Regions from separate parts of the Hordeum vulgare genome. Here region 1 is linked to region 2. Evidence: chromatin contacts called from public Hi-C data. All regions are on one chromosome and are shown on one strand. Each heading gives the region's core, a stretch centred on a gene start, on an enhancer-like site or on the middle of the called end of the contact. The rest is flanking DNA. Distances are from core to core; before and after follow the strand shown. Region 1 has its middle 16 kb from the start of LOC123431037. Region 2 has its middle 18 kb from the start of LOC123431034.

Region 1 (3,005 bases), core at 187-2,686, 300 kb after region 2:
TGCTCGTTGCCTTGTTCATCTGGAAAATACCACATTATACTAGTTGTGCAGGTTGCAATGCTGGAATTTTTCAAAAAGAAGCTGAAGCAAGTTGACAACAGAGCTAGGTTCCTCTCTTGTGTTCTCAGTGGTGATATCAAGATCCTTTGCGAGAATCAAAGGAGCTGCTACAAGAGATTGCTGAAAAGGGATTTGATCCCCTCCCATTGCCGTAGGAGCAACAGGAGGCAGGGAAGAAAATGGAAGTTCTGATGTACATGACAGTGATTATGAGTACCTCACCTCAATGACAATTTCTACCTTAAATGAGGGGTACCTATAGCATCTTCTAGAACTAAAGAAGAGATTTGAAACTAAAGTTGGACTCTTGTGGAAAGCTACACCAGAATGTGTGAAATCTGAAATGGAACCAACTGTAAGTACTGATAATTTGGTACTAAGGCACGGCGAGCGAGCAACATATGACCATATCGGCCGCCTCCCTTGCCTTTAGATCTCACTTGAATGTGGAATCCCGATCGTTCAACAGTCGTAGCATAAAAATTTCCGTGCTAGGGGGGGTCCTATACGCTGCTCATTGCGACAACTAGTCGCCGGTTCGCAAGGGGGCAGGTCACACTCGGCCAGCCCATTTGGGTGGTTTTGATTCGCGAGACAAAACACCGCAAAAAGTGTTCATGGTAGGTATCAAACCGGCAACCTCCTGATGAGGTACAAGCTACGCTAGCCACCCCAATTGAATCCTGTACGTGAATGAAGAACAACGTGAAATCTAAACAAAACTAACAGCGACGACATAACTTAAAACCCTTCGCGCAAACTTTTGTTTTTGTTTTTGATTTTCTTCACAGTCTTATTCTTTTTTTTTTGTTTCAAAAATGTTCTGGCTTTTAAAAAATGTTCCGTAATTTAAAAAAATCCAAAATTTGGAAAATCTTCTGCAATTTGAAAAAGTGCTATGGAAATTGAAAAAATGTTTCGGAATTTGAAAAATGTTAGGGAATTTTAAAAAAATGTTCTGGAATTTTAAAAAAAGTTCCGTAATTTGAAAAAATGTTCCAGAATTTGCAAATGTATTTTTGAATTTAAAAAATGTTCCGTAATATGTAACAATGTTCTGGAATTTACAAAAATGTTCTGGAATTTATAAAAATGTTCCGGAATTTTGTAAAAATGTTCTGGAATTTGAAAAAATGTTTCGGAATTGGGAAAAATGTTCTGGAATATTTATTAAAATGTTTAGTATTTTTAGGAAAAAATGTTCAGAAATTTCAATAAATGTTTCGAGATTTGAAGAAAACAGAAAAACAATTATTTGATTTTTTTTGAAACAAAAAAAATAAGCTGGCCCGGCCCAGTTGTGGGTGAGCCAAAGATGGGCTGGCCCAATACAAGTGCTACAGCGCGGACGTGATCGCTACACCATGGGCCGGCCCAGTCTGGGTTCACTGCGTGCGTCAGGGGGACGGCCGTCCCGGGCCCCTCTAATGCAGGGGGGCCCTAGCTAGCTAATACTCCCTTCCGTTTCAAAATAAGTGTCTTAAACTTCGCACAGGTGGCAGCTCACACTGGGCCGGCCATTCAGGTGGTTTTGATTCGCGAGATAAAACACCGTAAAAAGTGTTCGTGGTAGGTATCAAACCTGCAAACTCCTGATGAGGTACAAGCTACGCTAGCCACCCCGATTGAATCCTGTACGTGAATGAAGAACAACTTGAAATCTAAACAAAACTAACAGCGACGACAAAACTTAAAACCATTCGCGCAAACTTTTGTTTTTGTTTTTGACTTTCTTCGCTGTCTTATTCTGTTTTTCTGTTTCAAAAATGTTCTGGCTTTTAAAAATGATCCGTAATTAAAAAAATCCAAAATTTGAAAAATCTTTCGGAATTTAAAAAATGTTCCGGAATTTTAAAAAATATTTCAGAATTTGAAAAATATTAGGGAATTTTATAAAATGTTCCGGAATTTGAAAAAATCTTCCAGAATTTGAAAATTGTTCCTTAATTTGAAAAAATATTTTTGAATTTAGAAAAATGTTCCGTAATATGAAACCATGTTCTGGAATTTACAAAATGTTCCGGAATTTAAGAAAATGTTCAGAAATTTATAAAACAGTTCCGGAATTTAGTAAAATTGTTCTGGAATTTGGAAAAAGGTTTTCGAATTGGGAAAAATGTTCTGGAATATTTATAAAAAAGTTTAGGATTTTTAAGAAAAAATGTTCGTAAATTTGAATAAATGTTCCGAGATTAGAAGAAAACAGAAAAACAATTATTTGATTTTTTTGAAACAAAAAAAAATAAGCTGGGCCGACCCAGTTGTGGATGAGCCGAAGATGGGCTGTTTCAATACGGACGCTACAACACGGACGTGATCGCTACACCATGGGCCGGCCCAGTCTGGGTTCACTGCGTGCGTCAGGGGGGACGGCCGTCCCGGACCCTTCTAGCCCAGGGGGCCCCTAGCTAGCTAATACTCCTTCCGTCTCAAAATAAATGTCTTAAGCTTAGTATAAATTTGTATTAAAACTAATAAAAAGTTGTGACAGTTATTTTAAAACAGATGAAGTATGTAAGATGGCCTATGTATCATGTATGGCCTGAAGTACTATTTAGCATTTGGGTACAACGGGCCCGCGGGAGGAATGAGGACAGCCACGTCACCGAGTCGCGAGATGAAAATCGCGCCTGTGCGCCTAGACATCGATCTCCGTCATACAATTTCTGCCAATGGATCTGCATCTCCCTTTCTCCTGATCGATTGCCGTAGCTAGATCTACTTCTACCTGATCGCTAGCGCTGGGGCTAGCAAGCCTCCTGTGTTTCTGTTTCCTGCACAATAGCCTTTCGGCCGGTGACGCGAGATACCGCTTCTAGGATAATGACGCAAGAATGCGAGACAGCTATGCTGCCGATGGAGGACGAGTTGGCTAAACGAGATGGCATCGCTGTGATTCAATCCGCAGAAAAAGGTACGTCTCCACTTATAAGAACATGTGTCTG
Region 2 (2,730 bases), core at 202-2,701:
TTTGTAATTTTGTTCACCAAAAACAATGCAAACAGTTCATATTTTTAATAATTTGTTCAAAAAATCAAAAAAGTTCACATGTTTAAATTTTGTTCACAAACTCAAAAGAATTTGGGCATTTCAAAAAATGTCCATATTATCTTGTTCACAAATTATAAAACGTTCTTGAATTTTACAAATTGTTCCTTTAAAAAAAGGTTTAATTTTTTCATCTTCTTTTTCTTTTTGTTCCTTTTTCCTTTTTTCTTTTCCAATGTTATTTATATTTTTTAAACAAAGTTCATTTTCGAAATCATTCTTAATTCTGGAAAAATATTATTGCTTTTTAAAACGTTTGAAATTTTGAAAAAAGGTCATATTTGGAGAAAAAAATGAAAAAAAATAAAATTTTATATTTGCATTCTTCAAAAATAGTTTGGGAATTGCAAAGAAGGTTCTTGTTTTTCAATATTTTGTTCACCTATTCCAAAAAAAATTGGCATTTTCAAAGTTTGTTCTAAATATTCAAATTATGGTCGTCATTTAAATAATTGTTCCTATTTATAATTTTTTTTCACAAATTTGAAAAAATTTCATGTTTTAAAAATTTGTTTGAAATTGCAAAAAACAAATTCCATTTAATTTTTGTTTATAAATTAATAAATGTTACTGTTTCCAAATTTTGTTTTGAAATTTATAATTGTTTTAGGAATTTCAAGAAATATACCAGGTTTCCATATTAGTTCAGAAATTTACTAAATGTTCAGATTATCAAACTGTTTATGTTTGTCAAATTTTTTTTGTAAATTTAAAAACTATGTGCATTTTGAAGAAAATGTTCATAATTCGGAAAACTCAGTTGCAGGAGGTCCACGTTTTGTAAAAGGAACTTATTTTTTGACAGATGCAAAAATTATCCCTTTTGTCCAAAACGTTCGTGTTTTCAGAAAATATTCGTTTTTTAATTTCTGATTACAAATTCAGAACAAAATTCAGATTTCAAATATACTTGCATTCAAATATTGGTCACATATTTTTCAAAAAAAATTCGCATTTGTGAAAAAATGTTCCCGTTTTTGAAAAAAAATTCACAAATTCATATGTTCTTCCCGTTTTGAAATTTTGAAAAGTATGATTTTTGGGTAATTATTTCAAAACTTTTTTGTGTTTTAAAAAAATTGGGTATCGTTTTGAAGAAGTAGTCAGTTTTTTCATGAAGTGTTTGAAAAAGGGGTAATATTCGGATCTGCTGATGTAGTTTGTCCTAAATTATTACACGCTACATATCCAACACCAGCATGTACTAGTTCGATTGGTTATGTACATGCATTATTACAGGTAGATCGTGAATTCAAAATAGAGATAGTGCGCCTCATTTTTGCAGTGCTTTTTACACTACTGGTAGCTCCTACGTGGGCCAGCTAAGGTGAAGGTTACCCTGTGCGAAGCCTAGTCGATCTGCTGCATAATGCGGCATATAGGACATCCCATGATTAACATAACAAGCCGTGCGTGGTGTAGCAGTTGCTCTTTGGAGGCCAACCCAATAGGCCTGTTTCCGGAGATACAGCCCATATCCATTCAATAGCCTATGTACGCGTAAGAAAGAAGGAATCTCATACTACTCCCGTCCCGTCTCGCCAAGCCTGGCGGCCGCACCCCGGCAAGAGATCGCCGTCGCCGTCGCCGTCGCCGTCGCCCCTCCTCGCCGCCATGGCCCCCGCCAAGTGGTACCATGCTCGCGCCTCTTCCTCCAAATCTCTTCCCACGGCTCCCAGCCGCTAGTTCACCCGGTCTGTACGTTGCCCCGGCGCAGGCTGATGCACTGGCACCCAAACCCTGGAGCGACGCTCAACAGCCAGATCCTGGCGGAGGCCTGTAGCTGCGCGGAGTCCCTCGGCGGCACAAAGGACGGCCGCTGGAAGACCTCCATCATCTCCTACCGCCCGATCACGCGAGACAGCATGGGCGCCGGCGGGCGGCTGCCTCCAGACGTGCCGGGCGAGCTCCTTGGCGTCGCGCTCCACGAGCACCCCGGACTCTACTTCTCCATCCTCCGGAGTCATCGGCTCGTCCTACAGGCCGACGCTGCCTTCCCCCATGTCATGGAGAAGCTCCAGTCCTACAAGGCTCGTGTCAGCCTCAACTTTGAGGTCAACTTGTTTCCTTCCCTACCCTTACAATTTCTCCTTTGGTCTCACACCTGACGATTTAATTCTGTACAATTTCTTTTGTTTATGTAATTGAACCAGTGACGATTAAATTGTTGGAGTTCCAAATTCCAATAGCAGGTTCAACGATAAGTTTGTGCTGTTTTCTCCTGAAATTGTGACTCAAGCCATATTTGCTTAAATAACTATAGTTCTTTTTTGCAAGGTTTGCTTAATGAAGATGACATCTTTAAAGATAACAACTGTGACAACATAGTCGATTCTACCAGTTTCCAGCTTGAATTATAATTTCTGGTGCCTTTCAAGTAGTAGCGATCAACAAAAAATCGCATATAACTCAATTGATCATCGAGTCTCACACTGAAGCTACTAGGATGTTGCTTGTATTTATGCTCTATAACCCTTTATTTTGTCCTTTGTCATATATTGCATCTTCTGTCTTATTTATATTGTGCTTATATATATTATATTACTATGTGCTTGTCGCATTATTGTATCATATGAAAGTTTGTTTATTCACATTCATGTCAATTTCCATCTACAGGGATTCCAGTATCAACTGGGTGATTTTTGCTTGAGG

Evidence for each region. Hi-C and Micro-C count contacts between places; a contact is called where the count stands out from the background.
Region 1: a contact with region 2 is called in a Hi-C map of leaf, with 2.6 times the contacts expected there. The contact joins two enhancer-like sites. A contact is called at or near these places in 2 of 6 Hi-C or Micro-C datasets (leaf and seedling).

What each region holds. Positions count from the first base shown.
Region 1 is chr2H:634,822,920-634,825,924 of MorexV3_pseudomolecules_assembly, forward strand. No RefSeq gene overlaps it. Among protein-coding and RNA genes, the nearest start is that of LOC123431037, 16 kb to the right of the region's middle. Within about 2 kb of position 1,437, at least 2 of the 3 cell types and tissues checked have open chromatin away from gene starts, as enhancers often do. A contact at or near this core is called in leaf, where this site is marked.
Region 2 is chr2H:634,522,555-634,525,284 of MorexV3_pseudomolecules_assembly, forward strand. It overlaps the pseudogene LOC123431033. Among protein-coding and RNA genes, the nearest start is that of LOC123431034, 18 kb to the right of the region's middle. Within about 2 kb of position 1,452, at least 3 of the 3 cell types and tissues checked have open chromatin away from gene starts, as enhancers often do. A contact at or near this core is called in leaf, where this site is marked.